Linked DNA regions of Mus musculus: region 2 is linked to region 1. A link is a contact called in public HiChIP or PLAC-seq data. All regions are on one chromosome and are shown on one strand. Each heading gives the region's core, a stretch centred on a gene start, on an enhancer-like site or on the middle of the called end of the contact. The rest is flanking DNA. Distances are from core to core; before and after follow the strand shown.

Region 1 (4,007 bases), core at 397-2,896:
AGCCTGAGGGCACTGACCAGCCTTTGGTGTTCTTTTTTTTTTTTTTTTTTTTTTCCCGGTTTTTCGGGACAGGGTTTCTCTGTGTAGTCCTGGCTGTCCTGGAACTCACTCTGTAGACCAGGCTGGCCTCGAACTCAGAAATCTGCCTGCCTCTGCCTCCCAAGTGCTGGGATTAAAGGTGTGTGCTACCATACCCGGCTTCCTTTGGTGTTCTTAGGTGTCCCTTGGAAGGCTTGTTAAAACTGTGTAAGGCAGGAGTAGGAACATACATTCATGATCACAGCACTCAGGAGGCTGAGGCAGGAGGATCACAAAGAGTCTGGGCTACAGAGTGAGACCCTGTGTCAAAACAAAACAAGAGAAGTCCAGGTTGCCCTGGTATCACATGCCTGTCATGCTAGTGTTTGAAAGAGCTTGAAGCAGAAGTACCTACAAATTCAAGGCCAGCCTGGGCTAACTACAGAGTTCAGGACAGCCAGGCCTATGTAGAGAGACCCTATCTTAAGCAAAAAACAAGAAGGGGGATGGGGGCTAGTGTGGGTTGGCTGGATGGTTGAGTATACTAGGCCCTGGGCAGGCTGCATCCCACTTCCCGCAGAGCCTCGGGAGAGTCTGGTCACAAGGCAGGAAGGCTAGAAGCCTGCATTTATGACAGTTCTCTGGGAGTGTGAGTCAACAGAGCCAACAAGGACCTGGAGTCCATCTGCAGGAGTGGTTGGGTGGAAGAAGGTGGATCCCTCAAGAGGGCTCCTGGGCTCTATGAGATGGGTTTGAAGTGTCTAGATCCAAGGGCCAAGAGCTCCTGTGTTTCCTCTGCCAGCTTTGACTACGGTGACCGATTCTGGGACATCAAGAGCAAGTATTTCACCTGCCAGTGTGGCTCTGAGAAGTGCAAGCATTCAGCGGAGGCCATCGCCCTGGAGCAGAGCCGCCTGGCCCGGCTGGACCCCCACCCGGAGCTGCTCCCTGACCTCAGCTCCCTGCCCCCCATCAACACCTGAGGACTCTTAAAATCCAGGCCGGGCACTGCCCTTCAGACATTTCTCCATCAGAGACCCCAGTAAGGCCTGGAAGGTCGATGGCCCCTCTCCCAGAGCTGGTTTCTCACTGGGAGTGCAAGTGACTTCAGGGCTGGCCTTCCCCACTGAGCCTGGCCTCAGTTAGCTGATTGAAGTTGGGCCTCTGCCAGCTGATTTTCTGTGTTCTCAATAAATGTTGGGTTTGGTAATAAACTGTCTGGTGATTGTTTCAGGACGATGAGGACTATGGGGCTGAGGGGACAGTTGGGTAGGAAGCAAGCTGTGGCTGTGGGGTGGAAGAGAACAGCTGTGGGGCACCCACTGGCCACAGGGGTTTAAGGAAAAGCAAATCACAACCTAGAGGTTTGGGTGTGCCACAGTTGAAGTACTCTAAACAATTATGCAGTGTTTCCTTATCAAAGTGCTCCGGTTTCTTCCTGCTGCGGTCCGTAGCAGACCCGGTAAGCAGCTCCTGGGACCCAGTTCTGAGCCCTGGTACCCCTGGGCTGGTCAAGAGTTGAGATCTGAAAAAGGAACTGTAGAGGACCACAGGCAGGGGCGGGGCTGTGACGTCTGGGAGGGAGGGCGGGGCGGGCGGCAGGTGAGCGGCTAGGTCTCCGTGGCTCCAATCACTCCGGAGACTGAGCCATGGGGAGAAAGCAGAATGAGAACGAGGCTCACGGTAAGGCTAGGGGCAGAGGCCCGGGCTCTGGAGAGAGGTGGCCGGGCTCTGCAGCCATGGCAGCTGAGGTTGGATCCTGACAGAGGAACTGGAGTCCTGGGTCTCTGAGGAGCGGCTACAGGAAAACAGGAGTCAAGGAAAAGAGACAGAATCAGGTCCTGGAAGGATGGTCTGAGCCGCCAGAAAGATCTTGCATACTAAATGGAACCTGGATGAGCAGGAGTTGGGGCTGGCGTCCCTGTGTGGCCAGCGGAGTGGGGAGGTCAGGCCTGGGCTGTAGGTCCCTGAGGGCAGAGCCCTAGCAAACAAAGCCTGTGTGGTTAGGAGGCAGGTTAGGGTCCCGATGCTCTGGACTTAGAGTCCAGCAGTGTCCTGCGCTGTGGTTGCTGGGGGGGGGGGTGTCTGTCAACCCACACCCTGTGAAGAGGCAGGAGCTGAGACTCCTGTTGGGATCTGTGTGAAGAGTTGGGGAGATGGGCCTCTGAACTAATAAAGTCCTTTGAGGAGTAGGGGGCTGGAACCCCAAACTTCTGCAGTCAGCCTGCTAGGATTCCTGTGAAATGGAGGGCCTGGGACCCTGAGCTGCTGGGGTCTGCATGCTAGAGTCCCAGAGGGGGGGGGGCAGGTACCGTGGACTAAAGGAATTCTTGTGAGAATTTGGGGTGGGACCCCGAGATGCTAGGGTCTGCCTGCAAGGACCCCTGTGAGGAGTGGGGCCTAAGGTGGAGAGACAACTGACACCTGCCTTCAGGTTTCAGTTGGGAAGAAGTGTGTATGTTGGTGTATCTAGAGCACTTTAAGTAATCGGGGCCAGGGCTGTGTGGAAGGGGAGGTCTGAGGGGAAACAGGGGAGGCCTGTTTCCAGAACTGCTGAAGTAAAGGGCTGGAAATCTTTCCCCCAGATCCTGAGACTGGACGGGGAAGAGAGAGGGCTGAGGGTTGGGCCTCCTCTAGGTGGGGCTGGTGTCCCCTAGAAGACCGAGTAATAGCCAGAGCACAGAAAACTTCCTGGAACAGCCTTGGGTCAATCATTGACCCTGTGTCTGTGAGCCCGGGTGGGACAGAGTCCAAAATGCCCACAAAAGAAGATACCTGCCCCAGGCTAGCCCACCCCTCAGCTGTCCCTCAGTGCCCACCAGGACCCTGGCAGCCTGGCCCCGCCCTGCCCCGCCCCCTCCCCTGTGTACTCAAGGAGGACCAGGAACAGGACGTGGCCACAAGGCCACAACCACAGCAGCCGGCTCAGGTGTCAATCTGGCTGGCCACCCAGAGCCGTGCGGTAGCCGGAGTGGGGTGGTGGTGGTGGGGCGGTCTTCGGAGCTCCCATTGCCCTGCAGGGTTTCATAGCTTTACTATCCTTTCTTTGTCATATCCTTGGGCCAGAGGGCTGAGATAAGTGATGATGGTCCCCTGAGGGGCTCCCAGACTGGATAGTCCAGAGATGACTTGGAACAGGCTGGAGGACAGAGATAGGACTGGGGTCTGCGAGCCACTAAGAGGGAGTCCCAGAACCTGGGTTACACACTACTCAGAAGCCTTGAGTCCCTTTAAGAACCACTTTCAGAAGCTTATTCTAAAAACCAGTCAGGAGGCTGAAGCAAGTTTAAGTCCAGCTTGGAGAACTCAGCAAGATCTTGTCTGAAATACAAAGTAAAATTTAAAACAAATGGCTGCGGCCTGGAGACACATGCCTTTAATCCCAACACCTGGGAGACAGAGCCAGGCAGATCTCTGTGAGTTCAAGGCCAGCCTGGGCTACAGAGATAGTTCCAAGAAGCTAAAACTTTACAAAGAAACCCTGTCTCCAAAAAAAAAAAAAAAAAGTAAATAAATAAATAAAATAGTTGGCTGTGGTTACAGTTTAGTGGCAGAGCACTTGCCTCCCATGTAAGAAACCATAGATTTGATATCTAAGATTGCCAAAAATAAAGGCCCCACCTCCCAGCTGTTGCCCAGTAGCAGTCACAAGCTGGCAACCATGGGGCTGCTCTCTGACCAGGATACTGCTAATCCAGGTCCAGTCCTGTTAGTGAGCTAGACAGGCGCCTGGGACCATTGAGTGTCTGAGAGCGACTGGATGTGGGGGAAGAGACCCTCAATGCCTTATTCTCTACTCCCCCCTCCAGGGAATTCGGCCAAATATGACCCCTCCTTTCGAGGCCCCATCAAAAACAGGTGAGCTACGGGCAGTGGCCCCGAGAGATGTGGGGAGGATTTGGTTTAATGCAAGAACCTGGTCCCCTGAGGCATCTGTGTTGTCTAGAAGGACTTGAGGGGACTCGGGGTACTGGGTCACTCTACTTCTG
Region 2 (4,200 bases), core at 1,651-4,150, 430 kb after region 1:
TGCGGTTGCTGGGATTTGAACCTGGATCCTCTGGAAGAGCTGCTGGTGCTCTTCACTTCTGAGCCATCTCTTCAGCAAGTATATTTTATAAGTAAGATATACTGATTAATAAGTTATATATTTCTAAGGCCTACTCAGCTTCACAGTGATGTTCTTGTAGCTTTGTTGTCTTAGCTCACCTTGCTAAGCTTTAGCTATTTAGAGAAACTGAGTCATACAAAATCTGTAAACTATAAAAACTACCAGTCTCCTATGGACTAAAGTTTAAGGCATTTATGGTTAATTTAGACGATAAAGGATCTTCAACTCAACTTACTAAGGCTCAAACCTAACAGAGATAAATTTACAAAATTTAAACTGTGGAGGACAATTAACACAGGCAAGTTAAGAACAGGAACAAGGTTTAATTAGCCTCCTGTGTGTTTCCTAAGTTAAGCCTAAAACAAGTTACTAGAAACAAGGAAAGTTTGTTCAGTGTAGCTATACTTAGTAGCTAACAGTCCTCAAAACTTTTCAGATATCTGCTGAATATGGCATTTAAAAGGATGGAAAACCTTACTATGACAGACAGAGACCCTCAGCTACTAGAGGCAACCCCAGGTCTTCACAGATGATGATGGGCTAGAGAAGAATTCCATCTTGATTTTGCTTTAAATGTGACAAAGCCAGACCTACTGGGTGAAAAATCTGCCTTTCACCAGGATCCTGTATAAACTGTGGACAACTGGGGAGTTGATTGTCTTGCTTTGCTTAGACAAATTAGGCTGATTCCCCCAGGGTCCTCCTCCACTGGAGAGTCTTTGGACCTTCTGGACCAGGCAGGGAAGACTGATACTACCCTGGGTCCTCTGTCCCCAATTAAATCCAGACTACCACAGTGGAACCTTCAGTGGTTGACACATCTGTCTTTTTTGTTTGTTTGTTTTTTGTTTTTTGTTTGTTTGTTTGTTTGTTTTACAAGACAGCGTTTCTCTGTGTAGCCCTGGCTGTCCTGGAACTCACTCTGTAGACCAGGCTGGCCTCGAACTCAGAGATCTGCCTGCTTCTGCCTCCCAAGTGCTGGGATTAAAGGCGTGTGCCACCACTGCCTGGCCACATCTGTCACTTTTAATAGATTTGGAAACTGCTTGGTCTGTACTTGCTGCTTACTCAGGAGAAATTCATCCTTCTCAGATCTCTGATGGTGTGGACTAGGGAGAGCTTTGTCAGTTTAACAGCAAGCAACAGCACAGGCTTCAGGTGCTTCTCAGTTCTCTTCATGCTTAAAAATCATGGACACTCTCCAGAGTTGCTACTGGGTCTCCACTGATCACATTGTTACCAGATTCTCAGAAGAGATAAACTCCCACCAAAGATTTCAATGTAACGTTTTACTATTCTTTTATGTAAAGGAAGTTGTTTTACAGTGACTGCTGTCAGTAACCAACCACCTGTGTCTTGTGTCTAATTCGATGGAAAAAAACTGTAAAGTGTATGTAACTTCTAAGGATATGAGAGGTTAAGTAATTGCAACGATCTTAAAAGTGTGCTTTGAGATCTGTGAATGTCACTTATAAAGGCCATAAAAAGTGCTTTAAATGCAGTTTATAAAGGTCTAAGGAGCCTCTTTCCTTTCTGCCATTGCCATGCCATCCAGACTGAGGAAGACCTGGAAACTCCGGGGCCACCTGAGCCGAGGCCATGGTTGCATCAGGAAAACACTGCGAGCACCCAGGAGGCCACAGGAATGCTAGAGGCATCACCTCAGGATGAACTTCACAAGTGTCACCCAGGTCACTCAGGGAAAGTTGGTGTGAGGCATGACCACCTGAAGAGGAACCAGAGCTTCTGCCCAACTGTCAACCTGGATAAATTGTGGATGTTGGTCAGCGAGCAGACATGGTTCAATGCAGCTAAAACCAAGCCTGGAGCTGCTCCCATCACTGATGTTGTGTGATCAGGCTACCACACAGTTCTGGGGAAGGGAAAGCTCCTGAAGCAACCCTTCTCCTCCCATGCCCTGACTTTATCAGTCCCTCCCATGGTTATGTCAACAGCATCAACCAACAGGCAAGGGAGAGACAGGTCCTCAGGACTGAGGGGCAGGAATGGAGTTGGAACCCACTGTGTTCCCATTCCTTGCATTCCAACTGTTTTTCCATGGGGCCTCCATCCACAGGACAGGTCCCTGGCTCAGCTCAGGGAGAGGAACTCACATATCCTCCTCCCTCAGCTCTCACTGAGTGACCCTGCACCAGGAGCCTGTGCTGTTTGTATTTTGTTAATTCCACACCAACTGAGACATATATAAGAAGAGGATCCTGAATTGAGAAATTGCATCCATCCAGGACGCTTTTGGGGAAGTGTATAAGGCAATTTAAAAATTATTATTAATGATCAGTATGGAAGGGCTCAGCTCACTGCAGGTTGTCTTAGCAGGTCATCAGGGATTGTATAAGAAAGCAGGCTGAGCAAGCCATGAGCTACAAAGCTATTAGCACTGGTCCTCATCCTCTTCTTCAGTTCCTCCTTTAGAATCCTCTCAAGGTCCTGCCCTGAATCTCTTCAATGATAGACTGTGATGTGGAAGTGTAAACTGAAAGAAACCCTTTCTTTTTCAAGTTGCTTTTGGTCATGGGGTCTTATCACAGCAATGGAAACCCTCACTAAGACACAGGTGCACAAGGGCCTCACTCTGCTCCCTGCAGACTCCACCCTCTCCTGCAGCTCAGCTCCTGCCCCTCCCTTGCCCTGTAGCAGCACCACTTTATAGCTCCTGGGGATCTGATGCCCTCTCTGAACCCTGAGGTAGCAGGAATTATCTGGCAGGTCTCATTTCCATTGGGTGGCAGGATCCTGGGAAACCAACCAGCTCCTCAGCAGCGGGCGCAGGTTATAAAGTCCATGCAGCCAAGGGCCTCAGATGCCCTGTATCCCAGATGGGGCAATGGCGCTGCGAAGGCTGCTCCTGCTGTTGGTGGCCGCCCTGAAACTGACTGAGACACGCGCGGGTGAGTGCGGGGTCGGGAGGGAAACAGCGTCTGCGGAGAGGGGCTGGGGCGGCAACGGGGAAGCCGCGTCCCCACGTCGCCCACCATACCTTCCGCCCCTTCTCCACCTACATCTCGAGCACCGCACCCTGCTGGCCTCCCCGCCCGCGAACCCGGCCGGGGCTCCGGGAGGAGGTCGGAGTCTCACCGCGCGCCGTCCACAGGCTCACACTCGCTGCGGTATTTCACCACCGCCGTGTCCCGGCCTGGCCTCGGGGAGCCCCGGTTCATTATCGTCGGCTACGTGGACGACACGCAGTTCGTGCGCTTCGACAGCGACGCGGAGAATCCGAGGATGGAGCCGCGGGCGCCGTGGATGGAGCAGGAGGGGCCGGAGTATTGGGAGCGGAACACACAGGTCTCCAAGGAAAATGAGCAGAGTTTCCGAGTGAGCCTGGGGACCGCACTGAGCTACTACAACCAGAGCAAGGGAGGTGAGTGACCCCGGGTCGGAGGTCACGACCCCTCCACGTCCCCACACAGGAGCCCAGAGACCTCCCGCATCCCAAGTCCAAGGTTCGGGAGCAGAACCCACCTGGAATCGGTTTCCCTTTCAGTTTGGTTGAGCCCACAGGTGGGCGGGGCCGGACAGGTAGTCTGGGGGCGGGAGCGGGGCGGGTGGTGGCGGCCTGGGCCGGGTGGGGAGGGGGTGGGGAGCTGACCACGGGATCCCGTAGGCTCTCACACTCTCCAGTGGTTGGTTGGCTGTGACCTGGGGCCAGACGGAAGCCTACTCCGAGGGTATGAGCAGTCTGCCTACGATGGCCGCGATTACCTCGCCCTGAATGAGGATCTGATAACGTGGACAGCGGCGGACCTGGCAGCACTGAAGACCCGAAGCAAGTTGGAGCAGGCTGGTCTTGCAGAGAAGCGCAGGGCCTACCTGGAGGTCGATTGCTTGACGTGGCTCCGCAGATACCTGGAGCTCGGGAAGGAGACGCTGCTGCACACAGGTGCAGGGGCCCTCGGGCAGCTCCTCCCTCTGCCCTCGGGCTGGGGCTCAGTCCTGGGGAAGAAGAAACCCTCAGCTGGGGTGATGCCCCTGTCTCAGAGGGGAGAGAGTGACCCTGGGTCTCCTGATCCCTCATCACAGTGACTGCACTGACTCTCCCAGGGCTCAGCCTTCTCCCTGGACAGTGCCCAGGCTGTCTCAGGAGGGAAGGAGAGAATT

What was found. HiChIP or PLAC-seq counts read pairs in DNA pulled down with a chosen protein or histone mark.
Region 2: a FOXA1 HiChIP or PLAC-seq map of pancreatic cancer cells shows a contact between it and region 1. The contact joins the promoter of H2-Q2 here to the promoter of Slc44a4 in region 1. A contact is called at or near these places in 1 of 115 datasets of contacts at active chromatin or transcription factors (pancreatic cancer cells) and 2 of 9 other capture datasets (adipose tissue and liver).

Annotation. Positions count from the first base shown.
Region 1 is chr17:34,912,820-34,916,826 of GRCm38.p6, forward strand. It overlaps Slc44a4 (solute carrier family 44, member 4), which reads left to right and starts at 1,647. Exons shown (of 21, transcript NM_023557.3): 1 at 1,647-1,701; 2 at 3,828-3,876. The coding sequence starts at 1,668. Ehmt2 (euchromatic histone lysine N-methyltransferase 2) reads left to right here. Exons shown (of 27, transcript NM_145830.3): 27 at 821-1,254. The coding sequence ends at 1,001.
Region 2 is chr17:35,339,407-35,343,606 of GRCm38.p6, forward strand. It overlaps H2-Q2 (histocompatibility 2, Q region locus 2), which reads left to right and starts at 2,901. Exons shown (of 8, transcript NM_010392.3): 1 at 2,901-2,990; 2 at 3,194-3,463; 3 at 3,707-3,982. The coding sequence starts at 2,927.